Linked DNA regions of Mus musculus: regions 1, 2, 3, 4, 5 and 7 are each linked to region 6. A link is a contact called in public HiChIP or PLAC-seq and promoter capture Hi-C data. All regions are on one chromosome and are shown on one strand. The core of a region is the stretch at or near the end of the contact, and the rest is flanking DNA. Distances in the headings are between cores, read along the strand shown. Region 1 has its middle 23 kb from the start of Cwc15. Region 2 has its middle 14 kb from the start of Gm7607. Region 3 overlaps Amotl1 (angiomotin-like 1). Region 4 has its middle 20 kb from the start of Gm34156. Region 5 holds the start of Piwil4 (piwi-like RNA-mediated gene silencing 4). Region 6 holds the start of Fam76b (family with sequence similarity 76, member B). Region 7 holds the start of Amotl1 (angiomotin-like 1).

Region 1 (2,700 bases), core at 33-2,532, 700 kb before region 6:
ATTCTACTTCTTCTCCTGGGCCAGCCCATGAATAAGTTGAGAAACTTGTCAGGAGCTTTCCTGTGGCGGAGTTCACGAGTGGACAGAAAGGCAAGGTGAGCCGTGTTCTGGCCAGAGACATCATCAGCGGCACAAGAGCTCAGATCAAGGGCAGAACAACGGAAAACTCACCATGTGTTCTTCAGGGAGCGTGGTGGACGCATGTCAGAAAGAGCCTGAGCTGGAGAGTGTAACCCACACCTCGGGTCGCACTGGAGAAGTCCATACAGCTGTTTGGAACCCTGGTGTAAATGCTTTAGGTTCTGTGAAGTGCCAGATTAAGATCAGTATCCCGCAGACAGAGGTGAGAGCGCTAGCCTAGGCCTTCATGGAGCTCCAGCAACGAGAGACCAGGAACCCAAGGTTGCTTCTCGAGAGGCTGGTGCCGGGCATGGCGGCGCATACTTCAATCTCAGCACTCCTGGGGCCAGCGAGGCAGGAGGATCTCTGTGATTTTGAGGCCCACCTGTCCATATAGCGAGTTCCAGGACAGTCAGAACTACAGAGTGAGACCCTGTCTTGAAAAACAAGCAAACATGCTAATGGATATAACACTGGGTACATGGTGGACTCCACACTAGGACAAAGTAAGACATTCGAGGACAACGTGAGTGCCTCCAAGTTCAAGTGGGGATGCGGAGTGTGATGTGAGGGTAACGTCTGTTCAGAAGGCAGAAGGAATGCTGAAGGCTTTGACTCCAGGACTGTAGAAACCCTCAGCAAGCTCAAGTCTCCCGACATCGCTCATCGCCCATGAGGACGCTGTATTCAAATGGCGCCCTTTAGCGTCTGGATTTGCTATATGGTGGGTGTAGCACTTCCAGATTCTCCCCACAGCTCCACTGTGGAGAAAGAAGTGACCATTCCCACAGGTGTGTCCCTTGGGTGCCGGGAATCTAGAGCAAAATTCCTATTTGTGGTCTGTCACACGACGAGAGTGATAGGCTTCTTTGTGTCATTTCTTTCCCAAATAAGTCTGTGTTGCTAAAGATCTAACCATACTTTTAACTTCCTTCTAGGGGTGAGCTAAATGTAAAATAGTGACTAGTCTTTATTAGGAAAATCAGAAACATTGCTTTTATAATGAGCATTGAAAAGTTTGTGTGTGTTTAATAAAACTCCTCCAGTCAAAGGGGAAAGAAGTTCCACCTTTGGACATTGTGACAGTGGTAGGAAGTCTTGACATTGCTCTACATGAAATGAGAGCCCGACAGAGCTCTTGCTTGGCGATGGGGGTGCCACCTAATGGCCAACTTGGGGAATGACCACAGCTTTCTCTGGGCGCTTAACCTAGGCAGGAGGAGCCTGGGTAAATGTCTGATACTCCTGGAAGCTTTTCAACGCTCATGTCTGACTGTAGACATTTGCTTCTGGTGCTGCTTCCACAGCTCTCACACTCTTAGGACAGGCCTGGGTCTCCAGAATTACATTTTCTGAGCAGAAATGTGCTAAGTCTAGCTGCTGGAGCACAAGAACAGAGGAGAAGAGGAGGGCCTGTACAGAGAGGGAAAAGCCATCTGGCTTTCTAGTCTCTGTTCTTGCAAAGAGATCATCCTAGAAGTATCCCTGTGGCTGCAAACTACTTACAGAAGAGTGAACCTAAAATGGTCACAAAGAGGCCCTTGGGTATTAAAAGACATGAGTGCCAGGAAGCTCTCTCTCTTTCTGTGTATGTGTGTGTGTGTGTGTGTGTGTGTGTGTGTGTGTGTGTGTGTGTGTGTTCTCTGCTCCTCAGCCCACAGAAAACCAGTTTCCATTCTGGGTGTAAGAGCATTTTTAGTGTTGGAGAGAAGTCTCAGCAGTTAAGAGCACTTGCTAGTCTTACAGACTAGAGTTCTTGGCACCTCTAACTCCAGGGGTTCCGGGATCCTCCTCTGGCCTCCACAGGCACCATACTCATGTACACACACACACACACACACACACACACACACCATAAATCTTTCTAAAGAGGGTTCTTAAGGGTTCCATTGCCTTAACCCCCCTTTAGATATATGTCTGCAGAAAGATGTCTCCAAGTGTCTTGGGCAGATAACATCATTTACTAATGACCTTCCTCTTGTCTACACCACCTGCCCAGTGTTGACACTGCCTGCCTCATCTCTTCTTTGCCTACCCTACACCTCTACCTTCTGCTCCATGCCGACCCCACCTGCCCGTGCCTATGTGGCCTTCCCCACACTGTCACTGCCTCCCCTCCCTACATGGCTTACCCACTCCTATAATGCCTTCTCTCTAAGGCTTGTTATGATTTCTAGAGTTGCTGCTTTCCTTTCATGGACCTTGACTTCTCCGGTGGTGGGGTGTTCACTCACTGTGAATACAATGACTTCCAACCCCATGTTCTCTGAAGATCTTCTAGTGAATTCAACCCAAGTTATGTACCAAATGTTAAGAGTTTACTGAATCCTGAACAGACCAAAAGGAGCCTCATCCACCAACAGGCTCGGTCAGGGGGCTGGACTGTGCTGTTGGTGGAGGTGGGTTGAATGCAAGAAGAGACACACACAGAACACATGCCACAGAACTAGGATCTTGGGTGCTGAGGTAGAGTTTGGGAAATGAGCTGTGCTGAAGGATTCTGTACAGGAAGAAGGAGATGGTGACCCCATCAAAGCCTTGGTCAAACCGAGTGGGTGCTGGAGCAAAATTTGCTTGCTG
Region 2 (2,700 bases), core at 169-2,668, 850 kb before region 6:
AGAGAGGGTTCCTCCAGCAGCTGATGGAAACAGATGCAGAAACCCACAGCCAAACATTAGGCAGAGCACAGGGAGCCCTGCAGAAGGGGAGAGAAAGAAGTATAGGGGTTATAGGGGTCAAGGGCATCAGGAGACCTTGGCTCACAGAATGAATTAAGCAGGGCCCAAAGGGGCTCAGAGAGACTGAAGCAGCAATCAGAGCCTGCATGGTCTGTGCTCTATCCTCTGTGTACATCCTGTGGTTGTTTAGCTTGGGGTTTTTTAGGGGACTTCTAACAATGAAAGTAGGGTTGTCTCTGAATCTTTTGCCTGCTCTTGAGACCCTTTTCTTCTTCTTAGGTTGCCTCATCCAGCCTTGATATGAGGGCTTGTGCCTAGTCTTACTGCATCTAGTTATGCTGTGTTCAGTTGACATCACTGGGAAGCCTGCTCTTTTCTGAAGGGAAATGGAGGAGCAGTGGATCTGGGAGGGAGGAGAAGAGGGGCTGGGAGGAGCGGAGGAAGGGGAGGCTGTGGTAGGGATGTAGTGTATGAGAGAAGGATAAATAAAAATTGCAAAAAAAAGCTCAAGCAATAAATTATAGACAATGGGACTTCATGGATTATATATACATATATGTCAAGTTTATTTACATAGGATTAATTATTTTTTTAACAAGTCTTGCTTTCTGAAGATCTGCCCCACTCCACAGATGAGGAAGGAGACAACTGTTCTGAAGGCAGACAGGAGCTAGGAGGGTAATAGGAAAGGCAATGAAAACAGGAGGCAGGAAAGCTGTGTCTAACCCTTCCTGCAGGAACACGCTTTCTACTTGAACACCTGGCTGGCTGTCCTTGTGTCACCTCTAATGGAGTGCTGTGCGTGATGTCAATTAACTCCTATTGATGCAACAACATACCAGAGAAAATCAACTTACAACCACAAGTAAGAGGTTCATTTGCTTTCAAAGTATCCTCTCTGCAGTTGGCTGGTACCATTGTCACAGTCCTGAGGTAAGACTTCAAGGTAACAGGAAAACACGGAGCATCCAAGGGGCTGACCCTGTGGCAGCCAGGAAACAGAGAGAAGGAAGAGAAAGTGTCTCTGGAACACACACACAGTGACTCCACTGTCTCTTACTAGGCTCCACTTCTGAAGTGCTCACTCAGCTCTGAATTCACAGACGGAGCAACTATGTGACGTTAGCTCTCTCTCAGTCCAGAGCCTCTGTGCTCTTTAAGGACACAAGTTCCCTTCCACAGCCCTACTGTTTGTCTTCTCCACCACAACCAGAGCAGGCTTTTGAAACCTAATCTAATCCTGCCTTGCCCTTTCCCTTAGTGGAACCTTTGGCTTTGAATGGACAGCTCAGACAGGCCCTATACATCGGCACTGGCTTTCTTGCAAGCCCATTCCCACCCTCATTCCCATTCTAGGAGACACTCCAGCCCCCACCTACCACTCTGGACCTGATCAGTCCGGCTTCCTCCCATCTATCAAGATGAATGCGTGAGTGAGCGAGCTTCTGACCTTCCTGCTTTAGCACCCACGCTGTGGTTGTCAGAGATGTCCTGATGCTCCCGTCACTTCACACTGACCCTTTCGGAAATGGCCCATTCTTTAAAATAATCTCAATTTCCTTCCCAAAATTTCCCTTCATAGGGAGATGTCTCCCTATGATTAAAGTGTTCTCTGAGCAAGAAGGAGGGCCTACGCTTAGATCCCAGCACTCACAAAAACTGAACACAGCAACACAGTCTGTAATCCCAAAACAGCAGGGAGGAGTTTGCTGGACACCGGGTGAGAGCTGCAGGTTAAGTGAGGAGCAATACAAGAAGATACCCCGAGTTGACTTCTGGCTCCCACATGTATGCACAAACAGGTGCTCATGTACATGCTCATGGGGAAAGAAAGGGGGAGGGTGAGGGTGAGGGTGAGGGTGAGGGTGAGGGTGAGGGAGAGGGAGAGGGAGAGGGAGAGGGAGAGGGAGAGGGAGAGGGAGAGGGAGAGGGAGAGGGAGAGGGAGAGGGAGAGGGAGAGGGAGTGTCTGATATAGAGGGTGCAGGCCTGGGATTTAGCTCCCATGTAGCTCAACAATCTTTCCTCCAGGAGCCACTGCCATGAGGCGCTCCAGGACTGCAAAGTGACTGTTCCCCATGTGACTGCAGCTTAGAGAATAGCAAAAAGGTTGTGATACATTTCCAAGCTGCCTACCTTCCTGACCAGCCCAGGGCTCCCTTTGTCCCTTTCATAGCAGGATAGGAATGTGGCACTCCTCAGGAGAACCACAGCAGAGCTTGTCCCAGCTGCTAGGCTGTCAGGCTGATGCAGGGGTGCAGCAGGGTGCTTCACCTTGCTCCATCTGCTATCTTTGTGACAGCCCTATGAGTCAGGCAGACAGGTATTGCTGTGTCCATCTATAACTTCCGCAACCAAGCTAAAAAAATGTGGAAATACTGGTTCCTGCTTTCAGGACTGGGGTCAGTGCCAGATTCCCCCACCCCTTACACTGTCTGTGATAAACGGAGGATTCATGATGTAACTGGCTGGGTATTCTAACCCCTCACCCACCCCTTTCCTTTCTTCCTGCCTTTTTTTTTTTTTTTTTTGTAATACTAGGAACATAGGCAAGCTCAGAGGTATGGGGCTTAATCCCATGATGACAGCCAGCTTTGACAGAGATACAGACACACAAGAGCTAGAAGACAGGACAGGCATGT
Region 3 (2,700 bases), core at 66-2,565, 730 kb before region 6:
ATGCTTGGGAGCTCAAGGGACAGCTTTTGTGTGAGTTCCAGGACTGAACTCAGGTTGACAGGCTTGCACAGCAGACTCTCACAGCGGGGCTCGGAGAGCAGGCACCTCTACCTGCTGAGCCATTGTGCCAGCCCTTTTGTTTGGTTTTAATATTCCTTATAGAAATGGAAGTCATTTATGGGCCCTTGATGGGCTGGTCACTAATTCCTGAACCCTGTCGTGGTCTTTGCTTGGCCTCCCCTGCTCAGCTGTGTTAGGCTGTTAGGCGGATGACTCAGGCACTTGGCTTTACTCCCACTCCCTGTTCTTTTATTGTTTTAAAATTTAAATTTATTTTATGCATCTGCATATGAAATCTGAATCACAAACAGCTGTGATATGCCACATGGGTGCTGGGAATTGAACTCTGGTCCTCTGGAAGAGCAGTGCCCTTAACCACTGAGCAATCTCTCCAGCCCTGCACTCCCTGTTCTTATGCACGTTTCTTTGGAAGGGTTTTGATTTGGTCCCAGGGTCTTAAAATACTTGCCTTGTACTAGTTTACCAGGGCTGTCACAACAGGGTTGTAGAGCTAGGCCACTGCCAGTGTGACATACAAGCTTCCCGGCTCACCAGCTACGTGACTGTGACCAAGTCATTTTGCCTCGTTGCCCTCAGCTTTCTCATCCCCCATGTAGAAGTGGAATAGGGCATTGCTCCTTGTCCCCAGGAGGGTGCGATGAGATGCACTTACAGAGCAAAATGTCTGGTACAGTAGCACTCTGAAAATGCCGTCTGGTAGAATGTCTGTCATGAATCATCCTCAAGGGAAATGCTCCTTGCCAGCCGTAAGGCTGAACCATGCAGGGATGGATCCACACACTTAAGGATCTTACAGCTGCTCAGGGATAGTACTCCTTCAGTTAACGTTACACATGGAGTACCTGCTGTGGGTTGTCACTGGCCCATGCATCGGAGACACACTGCTCGCTCTGACCAGCAGAGACGTAGACACACACATTCCATGGTGGCTGTATACGCATAGCTCTGCACACAGTGGTAAGAACGTCTGGCAGTTCATATGAAGCATTTGCTCCAAACCGCTAAGCTCAGGAACCTACCTAACAGACAGGTTCTATTCAAAAGCCTGCTAATGTAAACAAGCAAAGGCGCCCTGAGAGAGAATCACCCAACAGTCAGGTACAGCTGTAGCTGCCTGGAAGGCTTCTGTCTTATTGTGGTGGCGCTGGTAGTGTGAGCAGAAGTAGGCAGGGCTCGTGGCAGAGCTGCTGCACAGCTAGAAGCCTCCCTCAGCTGCAGGCTGCCTTGCCAGGCGGGCGTGTCGCAGCCCGCTGTGTGACAGTGCTTCAGCACTCTGCTGAGTCACTAGTAAGGCATCTATCTGTTCCACCAGGTGCTAAGAGACAGGAAAACAGCATCCGGTGTCTTCTTGCAGAGCACCAGATCCAGGAAATGTTTTGGCTTGATTTCTTGGCCCCAGTTGATTCCCAGGAAGCAGGAAAAACACCTGGATTTATGCACGTGAACCAGATTCCCAGGGCAGACAGAGCCCCGAGCACTAAGGGTTTGGCACCGTGGGTCATGGCTGTAAATCCATACCTGATGGTATGTTTATGTAATCATTTAACATTTTTTCCACTTCCTTAGGCATCCCCACAGGTGCTCTCTGTGTCCTTCCTGTCCCCTCAGGAAGCTCCTTAGCCAGAGGAGAAAGTCACTCCAGAAACTGCTGAAGTGAGACTATTGTTCACCAGCAAATATACAAATGAGTGCACATATGTGTATGCATACATCCAAATTATGGAGATAGAAAATTCCTCTAGTGTAGAAATAATTGTAGCATATTTGTTACATATGGTGTTTTTACTATATTTATCATATATTGCTTTTTATAGACATAATTTTTATTTAGTAGAGAAAATTCAGAACTACATTTCTTGTTGTTCTTGCAGAAATAGCTCTTCTACTACAAACATGACAGATACTTCTAAAGATTGTCCTTTCTCTTCTTTTCATGGATCTATGTATTCATAGCTAGACAGATATGGTTGTAATAATGTAAATAACTTCTGGTTTAGGGTTTTTTATTAAACTTTAGAGACTAGGCATTTCTATACACTAAAAGCTTTCTCTTAATCTCCTTTCCATTGGCCGCAAGTGCTATGATTATAAACCAGTAATGAGTCAGAAAGTACAGAGGTGTTCCCATGACCCTGTACAGGCAGAGCAGAGGGCCTCCCACCCCCAGCCTCCTGGCCACCTTGCTGTACCTGCCATAGGCTTCTGCAGGATGGAAAGGGTGGCTCACACTCCTGCAGCTCAGCTGGGGTCTCCAGCTTGTCTCCCACCCGGCTGCAGTAGTCAGTGGTGTCCACTCTGCAAGGTTTCACTCTCTTCTTCAGTTACGAGAGAAGCAAGCCTATGTGGAAAAGGTGGAGAAGCTGCAGCAGGCCCTGACCCAGCTGCAGTCAGCGTGCGAGAAGCGAGGGCAGATGGAACGCAGGTTGCGGACCTGGCTGGAGAGGGAGCTAGACGCTCTGAGGACACAGCAGGTGAGTGACAGGCTGAGGGACTGGAGAATCAGATAGAATGGCTTACAGATTCACCCAGAAGCCCCCTGGGAACTGTCCGATGGACTCGAGCACCTGCATGGCCTCCTTAGGGACTGGAGTCTCTGAGGTGAGGCTGGAAAGAAGGGAA
Region 4 (2,700 bases), core at 114-2,613, 520 kb before region 6:
TAGCCCAGTGCCACTAAAACCCAATCATCTCACCCCTCTTTCCTTGTCCGTTTCAATCTCTCTGTCCATACCTGACTTTCTTTGCTAATACACTAAGCAGGTGCCAAATCTCCTTGCAGATGCTTTACAGTTGGCACAGTGGAAGGGAGTGGATGTTGGTGGTATCTCGGCTCGTTGTGAACAGTGAGAAGGCATAATGTATTTCCTAAGTGTGGAAATACTGATCTGCCTCTCTAGAGACTGCATTTTGCTCTCTTCAGCAATCATAGCATAGTTTCCACCAACATGGCATCTAGTCCTAGACATTATGCCCTTAGTGTCAGGAACGTGTGTGCCCACCATACTTGGCTTCTATAAAGACGCCGGGCTTGTGTCCTTAATGAGCTCACATACTTCATCCAAGGCCACACAGGAAGGAAGTGGACTTGGGTCTTGACGAACCTGTCCACACCAGAACTCACACTGAATGCCACTAAGCATTCTCTTACCAGGGAACATCTCTCCATTCAGTATTTTAATAAATTATTCAATGCCAACTGCAGACATTTTTACTCAATCCCAAAGTCAGGGTGCTGCTAAGAATCCAGAGACTTAGATCTCAGTTGTTTATTTTTATTTCTGTTTTACTTGAAGAGTAGATTGTGATGGGGTTTTCAAAACAAATGATGTTCTTGAGAGTCTCAAGATCAATGTGGGAATTGAGATCAGGAAGCATGGTAGACCAAAGTTCCCCTTGGTGAAGCAATGGCTTTCCTGGAGTTACTGGAAGGGATACAGATGGGGGCATGCTCAAGGAGCAGGAGTGACTCAAAAGCAACTATATCACTGAAAAGATTCCACATTCATTTGATAAATAACTGCTTGGGTTCATAGCACATGCAAGTTCATAAAAAGGAAGAAGAAAAGACAACCCAAACAAAACCATTCCAGAGTCAAGCTATTGGGTCCCGGACAGAGTCAAGTTGAAGATGAAGGGATAGGTGGATAATCTGATCCATGGGCTATAAAACAAGTAACTATAGAAATCTGGAGATGCACTGCAGAGCCCCGTCTCTCCCACTTCCATTAGAAGTGGATAAGGGTACCATGGGAAACTGTTTTCTGTGTGGAGGATGGGAGGGCTCAGCCCCTGGCCAGCTGTGTAAGTGTCATGGATGGCCAGGGAACCTACAAGCATTGCCTTCAAGGGGCTAAGCAGAGGCTGAGAAGACGAGCTTTAGACAAAGCACAGGGTTCCCCCACTTCTGCTTTAAAAGGAGGAGCCACTTGCAGTCATGAAGGATTACTCTCTCTGATGGAAGCACAGCTTTCCCCTTTGGCCAGGGCCTTGGTGAACTTTCTACTGCTCTGGCAGGCAATGCTTACCTCCTGAGCTTCCTGCCAACTCTGTTGCTTATGCAAGTCCTCGATGTCCTAGCACCTACAGTCCATCTCTAGCTGGGATCTACTTCCAGCCTCTGAGGCAGATTCTATATGCGTTTGTTCATCTCCGTGCCCAGCTCTGTATTCACCCTCCACACGCAAACCACAGAAGCCCCTGGTGTCTAGGGCTTGTCCTACAGCTTCTGGGATTGTCATATCCCATCCTGTCTTCTCCAAAGCAAAGCACATACTGCTCCCAGTCTCCCCAAGGCGGAGTTCCAGGCATCTCTAAGGCACCGTTCACCTCTAAATTCTTAGAACTCTCCCCTACATTCCAGAAGAAATATTTTACTCTTTCTCTATAAGAACATTTTTTTATAATGCCAACTTTTCTGTCTTCCTGCCTAGTAAAAGGTTTGGTGATGTATAGGGCAATGTACTCTTTGAAGATGATTAAACAAATTGAGTCCCCCTCATAATACAAATACATTGTTAATTACATAAATTGTAGCACGCTGGTTAAAAAAAAAGTCTGTTTTGTGCTAACTGTAATTGCAGTCTTCCCTAGAGATATTAATAAAAGCAGTGATAAAACACTTTCAAATAGAGAGGGTAGAGGAGAAGAGCTCTGCTTTGTGATCAGAGAGATGCTCCTAAGCAAGAACCCTGAGCTTGTTCTAGGTGACTCAGGGAGGTGGCGACGGGCCCAGACTCACATGGCGTGTGTTCTGCCTACTCTCTGCAACTCAAAAGAAAAATCCAGACAAAACAATAAATCTAAATATGTCACAGATATTTATGATTGTCATTTAAAATTAGAAATTCTAATTTAGGCGAAAGAGATGTCTCAGTTGTTGAGACATGTGCTTCCAGAGGACCCGAGTTAGAGACCCAGCACCCATAGGCAGCTCCGCCTGGCCATGACATCAGTTTTGGGGATCTGGTGCCCTCTTCTGGTCTCCAGAAGAACTTCACACATGGTGCTCCTATCCATGCACACAAAACCCTTTCTAATACACATAAAATAAAACAATACAAAAAGTTTTTAACCCCGATGTTTGTTTGATACCATCTATGAGATTGTTTTAGAGATAATTTAAAGAAACTATGAAGCTCAGCTCTTTGTGTGGAACTGATAGCCTGGCAACCTCAGCAGCTGTTGCAGACACGGCTTCTGTGACTGCAACATGAACTTGTGAGGCTTTTGTAATAACTGGTTTCACCTGCTTCTGAGATCCCTGGCCTGTTAAAAACATGGTGTCAGCTGGAAACCCAAGGAGGCTGCCATTGAGTTTCTCTGATGTTGTTTTTCTGAACTCCACACAATAGTGTGTATGA
Region 5 (2,700 bases), core at 45-2,544, 910 kb before region 6:
TCCGTTGCCTGAGTTACAAATAAACACCATGTTTGATTTAAATCTAGCTATTTAAGCACTTTTAAAAAGAAACCCAGAAGCACATTTTCCTGCACAAACCAGTACAAAGTTAAACTGTATTTCTTATATATTTGATTTGAGATTTTTTTTTAAACTTTGCAAACCACATCTAGGAGATGTGGCACTTGTGCATTTTATGTGTGGTGTTAGTTTCTCTTGATTCTGTTGGTTAAGAGGGCAGAAAAGATATCTGGTATTCTTGGTCACTTGGTTACCCTAAATATATGATTGCCAGTGGCTCAGATGACAAGTGACAAGACAGAATTCTTCAACACATTATTAAGTTCCTTATACCTAAGGCAAAATCTTGAATACATTATTGAATTCTAATTTCCTAATGGCTAACAGATTGACAGCTGCACATTTGGCATGCTTTGGGGTTGGTTTTTTTTTTTTAATTTTATTTTTCATTGCAGATTTATTTGGCAATGTACAGTACATTTTGTAAACTTGCATCAAGTTTATGAATAAAGAACCATTTAAAACTAAAATAAAAAAAATAAATATTTTTATATGTGGGTCTGTGTGTGCACCGGGAGCACACAGGAGTCAAGGATGCTAGAAGAAGGTGCCAGGTCCTCTGAAGCTGGAGTTCCACACAGTTGTGGGTCACTTCGTGGGTGCTAGGAGGCAAACCCTGGTCCTCTGAAAGAACAAGAATATACTAACCATTAAACCCTCTCCAGCCCCAATCTAATTTCTTTAAGATTTATTCGAATTGTTACATCCATTTTGGGTCATTCCAAACGTTTGTGTAATGGCCTGTCTACTAACCTCCCCCCCTCCCCCCGTTTCACCTCACCCCTTCTCAGGATACACCCTAACAAGACTCAGAGAAGCACACCTTATGACCGTCCCACAAGCTTCCCTCACACTTCCAGAGTGGTGTGTGATGCCATTCTATATACATTTATGATTGGGTAATTTCTAAAAACCAGGAGCAGAGAGATACATCCTCAAATGATAAAGACTGTATGCTGGGTATTTATAGCAAATGAGGGACACAGAGGAAGGCAAAAAAAAAGGTATAGGGGAGAGCGAGACAGAAAGAATAAAAAAGAAAAAGAAAGACATAGACAGAGAGGGGGGCAGGGGAGGAGGGAGGGACGAAGAGAAGGAGAGAGATTCATGCAATGCTAATAGGTGCCCACCCCCGCCTTGCCGCGCCCATCATGCGCCTGCGCATTCTGGGGGTCCACCGGGCCCTGCCCACCCACGCTCGGGTTGCTGTTTGTAGTAACTATCTTGGGAAGCTTGAATACTCCCAAACTCCGAGTCACAGCCACACCGTCTCTTTTGCCAAAGAGAAAACACTCCTGTTGAGGCTCACCAGCCCTGGAAAGCCGCTGGCACCCAGGAACATGAGTGGACGGGCCCGTGTGAGAGCGCGAGGCATCACCACTGGCCACAGTGCTAGGGAAGTGGGGCGGTCCTCAAGAGACCTCATGGTGAGTACTTCTGTCTATCCTTCCTTTGGCTATCCTGGGCAGTGTTTTCTTCTACATGCCTGTCTAACTCCTTTGAGGCTTTCCCACCTTTTTCTTTCAAGTAGATACCATGGAAGTGCAAAAGGCACTCTGGCTAGGAGGTGCATAGCTGCCTTCTATTTTCTTAGCTTTAATTCAGTCGCTGTAAATTGTGTGTGAAAGAATGAGAAAAACAAAGAATAAGCAAAAGACAGACCAACAGACTAAATAAAGCCTGAAGTATCTTCACTTGCCTTGGTGTGATACACTTGGTTCTGGTAAATGGTACTAGAAATCGTCTCAAATTCTGATGTGGAAAGATTCACCTGCTGTTGGTTCAGCAAATACTTGGAGTGTGGCTGTTCGCTGGGTGGTCAGACAGAAACAATACTGAATAAGAACGACACATCTACTGTTTGGAGAACCTTTTAGACTCAGGCCACACAGGTTTGTGATCATTTTGTCATTGTTATCATTTAGTAGAGTTCTCTTGACTTTGCTCTTTTTTTTTTTTTTTTTTTTTTTTTTTTTAAACAGACCAAGATACAATAATTTCTTGGACAAAGAAGTTTCTGCAGAGACAGTGTCAGTCTCTGTCCTTCCCTGTGTTGAGAGCTGGCTTTGGTTCAGTTCATCCCCAGGGGTCATCCCTGTGCTGAGGGATCACCCCACTTCCATAGCTCACTCACACTTCTGGGGCCTAACGCTGTTGTTATCTGGGTAGCTATCTGGGGCTGTTGTCTGTTATCAGATGGTAGCATGACTCAGCTAAATGCACTTGGCAAGGAGAGCACTCCAGCTTCCCCTTGGCCTTCTGTGGAGAATGGCCACCTCCCTCTTGCCCCTCAAGGGCATCTACCTCTAGTGTTTTCTGCTCCTGGATCATGGTAATCTACAGTATGAGACATGATACTGTTCTTGTCTTTTGATAATGTCATGGGTTGTGATTCGTTTAAGTCTGAGCAAACTTCCTACCTCTTTGTAGGTTACATCTGCCAGTCCTGGGGACAGCGAGGCCGGAGGTGGGACAAGTGTCATTTCACAGCCATGTAAGTATCTCTGGATCTGCCTCCCTGACCTCCTTCAGCCTGAGTGGAGTAAGAGGACTCACCAAGCCCGAGACACCAGACCGCACCGCCTGCTCTGCAACGGTTCCCTGAGGGATCCTCCTCAG
Region 6 (2,700 bases), core at 22-2,521:
ATTTCTTTAGTTAAATGTCTTCTCTCATACTGTACATAGTAGCTCTAAATTTTAAATTTCAAAAACAAATCAGTTTTTCAAAGCACTTTAACACAAATATTACAACCCCTAATTATTCCTTATACGAATTTGTAACAATGAAAGACTGCTCAGTATACAAACCTCTCCTGCTGAAATTCTGATCTGCAGTAAGTACATTTTACAATAGGATGTGCAATCCGACATTCCTGTAATAAGATAATACATAAGTCAGTATTTATTTCAGAGACCCAATCTCACTCTTTGGTAGAAATTAATCGACTTAGTCAAGTGCCTGAAATGTCAATAAAACCTGGCTGGCAACGTAAACAACTGGGTGACTTATCACATCAGCCGTCAGGCAGAGTATAATTCCATGGGGATATTTTTGTCCTTAGTGGAGGGGGGGGGTGCGGAGGGGGTATATGGAACAGAGAGAAACTAAGGAAGCTGTCAGGACTGACTTCCAGGGGTGGTTTACATGTGAAACTACTAGTTATTTTGTACAATTGCTCACAGACAGCATCCCGGCTTTTATGGGATGGGAGGAGCTCCAAATCAGAGAGCACTCTGTTCCTAAACCAGTCGCTTCGCTTTCCGGGACAGGGAAGCAGAATGCCATCAGCTCTGCAGCTTCGGGTTGCTAGCAAGAAAGTGCAAACACGGGCCCTGCCTCCCAGTGGAAGGAGAGGGCAGTCCCTGCCAAAGCTGGGATGAGAGAGTCTGCACCCAATCTCTGCGACACGGAGGACTGGTGGCCGCTTGGCTCAGCCCCACCCGAGACCGCCAGAAGCGGCCGAGCTAGCCCAACCTGCGAGCAGGCGGGACGCGGTCGACACGGGGCTCGCCCATATAATGCCCGGGCCCTGGCGGGGAGCGGTGCGCTGAACGACCGGCGCCCACCGACCTTGCAGAGCTGTTGGCCCTGCGAGAGCTCCTCGAAGGGGTAGCGCTGCGTGCACTTGGTGCAGGCGTACAAGGCCGACGCCGCCATCCTGCTTTCCGGCTCCTCCGCGCGCGCTCAGGCGGGGCCTCCGGGAACTCGGCTGCCCCGCCCGCGGGCTCTTCTGCTGCTGTGGCCCAGTCCCGGTAACTGCCGGGTCCCCTGCGTCTCCCTCCGCCTCCGCCGCCGTCCCGGGACACCTACTGCCGCCCGCCCCGCCGCTCCCGTTTAGGCCCGGACCGCGGCGGAGGGAGACGAAGCGGGAGCTAGGCGGTGGATTCCGCTTCCTCCTCGGTCTCGCGTCCCTCTCTACGATTGGCTACAGAGAGCCTTACGTCACTAGAAAGCTCCGCCCAGTCCCTGGCCTAGGTTCGGCAGGGAGCGCCCACAAAGAGAGAAAGTACCAACCAATAGGAAGCCGCCGCTCTCAGAGCGCGAAATCCGCTTTGAAAAGATCCCGCCCACAAGCCACGGCCAGTCGTCGTTTGGCTGGTGCGCTTGAGCCCATTGGCCAGGGGGTCCACGAAACGCCGCTTTTTTTCAGTCCTTGGCTTCCATTGGACCATATCCTTAAGCCCCTCCTACTTCTGTTTGTCATTGGCCGAAAGGTCAGTACATCAAATGGAGAAGCAACGCTCTCTGGAGTTTATTCCTGGGATGCTGATGGAGTATGTCAACTTTCCATTCTCCTTTATTCAGCTTCCGTCATCCGCCTCAGCAGGCGCTGAAGGTTCCAGAAGCCCTAGCCTTTGCTTCCTCATCCAGAAAATCCATCCCTTTTCAGACGCTCCCAGAGCCGTCTGTCAACTCAGACGTTGCCGTTCCCGCAGGCTCCGCGATGCGCTACCTTGTGACGTCACCGAGAGAGGAGGCGGGCTCTTCCCTGCCACCAGAAGTTGTCCTCTTTTCTGATTGGTCACTGGAAGGCGTCTATCAAGACGCGTTGCCTTTCCCGTGCGCGCTGAGTGTGGCGTCCTTGTGGTTTGCGAGACCGAGGCTCCTATAGGGTTCGCAGCTCGCCCGCCCCTTCCATCGGGGACTTGGATTCCGCTTGCCCCAGGCGGGCGGCTGTCGAATCCGGAGGAGGAGCTCAAGGACGGCGTCTGGGGTTGCGCAGGTGGGAAGATGGCGGCAGCCTCGGTCTCGGCGGCTTCTGATTCTCAGTTTTCGGTAAGGGGCGGCAATCGCGTGGGTTCCAGGTGGGCCTGTACGGCTCTCCGGGTTGCCTCACTTTTCAGGGGGCCCGCGATCTGGCGTCAGCCCTCGTCCCGCAGGATGGCGGGCTGCCCGAGGCCGCGTGCCACTCCCGGAGGCTGCAACTGTGTTTTCTGGAGCACCTCCTTTTCCACCCTGCGTTCCCTTGTCCTCTCAGCCGGTGCTTTGGAGCGTTGTCCCGAGCCTGGCTGGTGCACTCTCAGGCCCGCTAACACAAAGCTCTGTCGGTCACGTGAGCGTAACGGCCCGTCTCGGAAACTCACTAACAGGTAGGTGTGCAGGTTTGTAGAGTGGCAGCCGCTGAGGCGTCCGTGGTCCCCAGAGTGCGTTTTCGCCCTTGCTGCCGTGCCTCTCTGTTTGTTGCGCGACCCTTGCAGGCGGAGCCCGGGCATTCCCACTTCCCATTACTAGACTCTGTATGGAAAAGTTGCTCTGGAGAAGCGATCGGGAAAATTAAGCCTGCGGGTTTAGTTAGTCACTGATGTTTTAAGAGTGGATTGTGGCGCTCAGTCTTTTGGAAAACG
Region 7 (2,700 bases), core at 80-2,579, 790 kb before region 6:
CCCTTGGCTTTGCTACTGAACTTGTTCTGTGCCGTTAGGGAAGTCCTTGCACAGCCGGGTGGGAGTTTCCGCACTAGCCAAGTGGAAGCTGTGTACGTTTACCGTTCAGTCCTTCCCAGCCCTGCACTTTGTGACTGTCCACTTACTCGTGTTGTCTCTTCCTTTGCAGTGAAAACTCTTTCCTCATTTATCAGCTCTTGCCAAGCACCCTTGGTGAGAAACCTTGCCAATTCCCTCCAGGCTGCACTGCTGCTTGCTTGCCCAGTGCCTCCTTTTCCTGCACATCGGATCTCTGCCCCTTCCCCCTCTACACAGAGCTGGTCTCTTCTCTCTCCTGTCCAGACTCTTAACAAGAGGGGACCTACTGCCCTGTTCTTTTCTGTGCACACGTCCTGGCTTTGTGTGTTCTACAAAGGCAGGTGACTTTAACGAAGCCTGTGCTTGAGAAATAAGTTCAGCAATTACATTTGGGCCTCTGTCTGAGAAATCAGAGGGCTGTCATGGAATCCGGCTGGAACACTGGGGGTGAAGCGGTGAGCGGGTGAGTTTAGGGAGATGGCACAAGCCAGACATGACCCCTGCCCCCATGGCCAGGTAAGAAGAGAGAAAAGAGGAGCCAACCGTCAGAAACCTTGATATGCCCTAACCCTCCAAGTAGGGGCTTGGGCAGCAGCCACTGGCCTCTGCTCTCAGAAGACAGACCAGAAAGGTCCTAGTGCATGGCTTCAGAAGACAGTGAGTGTAACCTCGCAGAGGGCTGGGCAAGGAGCGTTGCTTAGGGAAAAAGTCTGATTTCGAAGGCGGGGCAGAGTCACAGACTTCAAATTCTTTGCTTCTGTTTGAGCAGATAGCAGCCTGAGGGTTGTGGTCACAGGATGTACAGTCCTAGGAAGCCATTGAACATTTAAGGCTGTAAGGAAGGTCTGTTTAGCTAGCTGTTCTGTTCCTCAGTGGAGCACATCATAGCCCCTCCTATCCTGACCGCCCCACCTGATAGAAGTACTAGGGCCTGGGGATCGCTTTCACCTGGAAATTCCACTTAGAAGAAAAGTTGGTCCTAAACCAAACCTAGCCTGGAGTTCGGAGGCATATTCCAGCAAAGGATTCTAAGGCATTCAGATAGAAATGGTGAGTGTGACAGGAATTCAAACGCGGATAGGGGACAAAAACAAGGGAGCCAGTCTCCCTTTTTGGTCTCAGGGAGACACGTCAGCCTGAGTCCCGGCAGTTTCCGAAATCCCGGGAGGGGCGACGGGAAACTGGGGACGGGCTCTAGGGCCCCGCGGCCGGGGCCGGGGCGGGGTGAAGTGTAGGGTTACAGGGATCAGACCAGCGACCCTCCTGGGTAGCACGCTGGCGACTGGGAGCGCGGGGCGCCCAGGGACCCGGCAGCGGGGTGGGGTGGGTGGGACTGGAGGGGGAACGGGGCATCTCTCTGCTGCCCGAGTGCAGAGGCACCCTTCGCCGCGCCTCCCAGCCGCCATCCCCCTGCCGCCATTCCCCTGCCGCCGCGTTGCCCAAGCCAGGATCGTCCCATGATCGCCCCATGCGGAGGGCAAAGTCGCGCCGGGGACCTTGCGAGCCTGTGCTTAGAGGTAATCAGCTCAAGCCGGGGGTCCGGGAGGGCTCCCCCTGACTGGGCCGAGAGGTCTCCGCGGCTGCTCCCGAGAGCCCAGGCTGACATCAGCTCCGCACCAGATGTGGGGACTTGGTGAACCAGATTTGTGCTGGGGCCTCAGATTGTCCTGTGAGGGATCCAGAAGGTTCAACAAGACAAAAAGCAGAATTCGGTTCAGAACTACCCTCCGAGTGCCCAGTACCCCCGTGGGGGATTCCCACGGGAGGCCAAGGACTCGGGTACGCGTGCGGGCCCCTGACGCGGGACTGGCATTTCTCCTGTGGCTGGCAGGTTGCGGTCCCGGAGGATCTGGAGGCTTGGCGGGTGCCGCTGCTCTGGCGCAGACAAAGGCGCGCGGGGCGCCCAGCCTGGACCCCAGGACGCGCCCCGGCCCGGAGGCTCGGGCCTTTCCGCCCTGAGCCTTCTTTGTTCTCCCCAAACAAGTTTCTTGCACAAATCAGGGGTAGGATCCGGCTTTCCCTGGCCTGTTGGCAGTGCCTTGGAAAAAATCTGGTTTCCGGGAGGAAGCACAAACTTTCCAAGGGGGAGCTGGTTGAACTTTTTTGGAACGTGACATTTGTGGCAGACAGGAAAGTGGAACCTCGGCCCGTGACGGCCCCTGACAGTGCAGGGGACCCACTGGTGTTAGCCTTAAGTAGCCAGGCTGGGAGATGAGGTCTCACCTTCTCCAAGTCCCCTGCTTGGGGACCTCAGAAGACGAATCCCGGGCCTGTGCCCCTATTTTCTGCCTCCTTTTTTCCCCCTGGAAAATGTTTGCCTTTCAGCTCTTGTGGTGGGTGTATTGTCTAAATGCCTTTAAGTAGGGATAGTGTGTGGGTTACCTGGACGTCGGCTTCTGGAGACAGGTTTCGATCTCACGGGGCCTTGATGCTTACATTTTGGATGGTATTTGGTCCTTCGGCCCCTCTGCTTCCTGCCCATGGTTCTGTTTCCCTACAAAGACTTAAAGTTTGGCGGGCTTTGCTTATTAAAGTCCTTGGTGATGGTGGAGGATGTCATGCCTCAGAGGTCCACTGAACTCCAAACAGTGTCAACTTGTTCACCGAAAGTGCTCACAACTA

The links. Promoter capture Hi-C pulls out the DNA fragments that hold promoters and counts their contacts. HiChIP or PLAC-seq counts read pairs in DNA pulled down with a chosen protein or histone mark.
Region 1: a contact with region 6 is called in an H3K4me3 HiChIP or PLAC-seq map of pro-B cells, with 5 times the contacts expected there. The contact joins the enhancer-like site here to the promoter of Fam76b in region 6. A contact is called at or near these places in 1 of 484 Hi-C or Micro-C datasets (embryonic stem cells) and 8 of 115 datasets of contacts at active chromatin or transcription factors (the SCID.adh cell line, T-cell acute lymphoblastic leukemia, acute myeloid leukemia and 5 more).
Region 2: a promoter capture Hi-C map of embryonic stem cells shows a contact between it and region 6, with 4 times the contacts expected there. The contact joins the enhancer-like site here to the promoter of Fam76b in region 6. A contact is called at or near these places in 5 of 39 promoter capture datasets (cranial neural crest, embryonic stem cells, hippocampal neurons and 2 more) and 8 of 115 datasets of contacts at active chromatin or transcription factors (the NIH/3T3 cell line, the SCID.adh cell line, acute myeloid leukemia and 3 more).
Region 3: a FOXA1 HiChIP or PLAC-seq map of pancreatic cancer cells shows a contact between it and region 6. The contact joins the enhancer-like site here to the promoter of Fam76b in region 6. A contact is called at or near these places in 1 of 39 promoter capture datasets (embryonic stem cells) and 6 of 115 datasets of contacts at active chromatin or transcription factors (the 230-238 cell line, bone marrow-derived macrophages, large pre-B cells and 2 more).
Region 4: an H3K4me3 HiChIP or PLAC-seq map of the SCID.adh cell line shows a contact between it and region 6, with 12 read pairs. The contact joins the enhancer-like site here to the promoter of Fam76b in region 6. A contact is called at or near these places in 6 of 39 promoter capture datasets (Sertoli cells, embryonic stem cells, hippocampal neurons and 3 more), 1 of 15 datasets of contacts at CTCF or cohesin (large pre-B cells), 1 of 484 Hi-C or Micro-C datasets (bone marrow-derived macrophages), 33 of 115 datasets of contacts at active chromatin or transcription factors (the 230-238 cell line, DN3 thymocytes, the NIH/3T3 cell line and 24 more) and 4 of 9 other capture datasets (adipose tissue, embryonic stem cells, liver and 1 more).
Region 5: a FOXA1 HiChIP or PLAC-seq map of pancreatic cancer cells shows a contact between it and region 6. The contact joins the promoter of Piwil4 here to the promoter of Fam76b in region 6. A contact is called at or near these places in 7 of 39 promoter capture datasets (the 3T3-L1 cell line, cranial neural crest, embryonic stem cells and 4 more) and 6 of 115 datasets of contacts at active chromatin or transcription factors (the SCID.adh cell line, T-cell acute lymphoblastic leukemia, embryonic forebrain and 3 more).
Region 7: an H3K4me3 HiChIP or PLAC-seq map of bone marrow-derived macrophages shows a contact between it and region 6, with 10 times the contacts expected there. The contact joins the promoter of Amotl1 here to the promoter of Fam76b in region 6. A contact is called at or near these places in 1 of 39 promoter capture datasets (embryonic stem cells), 3 of 484 Hi-C or Micro-C datasets (cardiomyocytes and embryonic stem cells) and 13 of 115 datasets of contacts at active chromatin or transcription factors (the NIH/3T3 cell line, T-cell acute lymphoblastic leukemia, astrocytes and 6 more).

What each region holds. Positions count from the first base shown.
Region 1 is chr9:14,522,438-14,525,137 of GRCm38.p6, reverse strand. No RefSeq gene overlaps it. Among named protein-coding and RNA genes, the nearest start is that of Cwc15, 23 kb to the right of the region's middle. Within about 2 kb of position 1,282, at least 29 of the 459 cell types and tissues checked have an H3K27ac peak or open chromatin away from gene starts, as enhancers often do. A contact at or near this core is called in the SCID.adh cell line, T-cell acute lymphoblastic leukemia and pro-B cells, where this site is marked.
Region 2 is chr9:14,676,164-14,678,863 of GRCm38.p6, reverse strand. No RefSeq gene overlaps it. Among named protein-coding and RNA genes, the nearest start is that of Gm7607, 14 kb to the right of the region's middle. Within about 2 kb of position 1,418, at least 55 of the 459 cell types and tissues checked have an H3K27ac peak or open chromatin away from gene starts, as enhancers often do. A contact at or near this core is called in the SCID.adh cell line, embryonic stem cells and stem cell-derived epiblast-like cells, where this site is marked.
Region 3 is chr9:14,558,311-14,561,010 of GRCm38.p6, reverse strand. Amotl1 (angiomotin-like 1) reads left to right here. Exons shown (of 13, transcript NM_001081395.1): 8 at 2,403-2,552. Among named protein-coding and RNA genes, the nearest start is that of Amotl1, 55 kb to the left of the region's middle. Within about 2 kb of position 1,315, at least 88 of the 459 cell types and tissues checked have an H3K27ac peak or open chromatin away from gene starts, as enhancers often do. A contact at or near this core is called in pancreatic cancer cells, where this site is marked.
Region 4 is chr9:14,348,239-14,350,938 of GRCm38.p6, reverse strand. No RefSeq gene overlaps it. Among named protein-coding and RNA genes, the nearest start is that of Gm34156, 20 kb to the left of the region's middle. Within about 2 kb of position 1,363, at least 6 of the 459 cell types and tissues checked have an H3K27ac peak or open chromatin away from gene starts, as enhancers often do. A contact at or near this core is called in the SCID.adh cell line and pre-B cells, where this site is marked.
Region 5 is chr9:14,739,266-14,741,965 of GRCm38.p6, reverse strand. It overlaps Piwil4 (piwi-like RNA-mediated gene silencing 4), which reads left to right and starts at 1,294. Exons shown (of 20, transcript NM_001368831.1): 1 at 1,294-1,508; 2 at 2,512-2,575. The coding sequence starts at 1,422.
Region 6 is chr9:13,826,287-13,828,986 of GRCm38.p6, reverse strand. It overlaps Fam76b (family with sequence similarity 76, member B), which reads right to left and starts at 1,271. Exons shown (of 10, transcript NM_176836.4): 1 at 926-1,271; 2 at 163-227. The coding sequence starts at 1,012. Cep57 (centrosomal protein 57) reads left to right here and starts at 1,880. Exons shown (of 11, transcript NM_026665.4): 1 at 1,880-2,131. The coding sequence starts at 2,087.
Region 7 is chr9:14,613,629-14,616,328 of GRCm38.p6, reverse strand. It overlaps Amotl1 (angiomotin-like 1), which reads left to right and starts at 1,329. Exons shown (of 13, transcript NM_001081395.1): 1 at 1,329-1,595. The coding sequence starts at 1,547.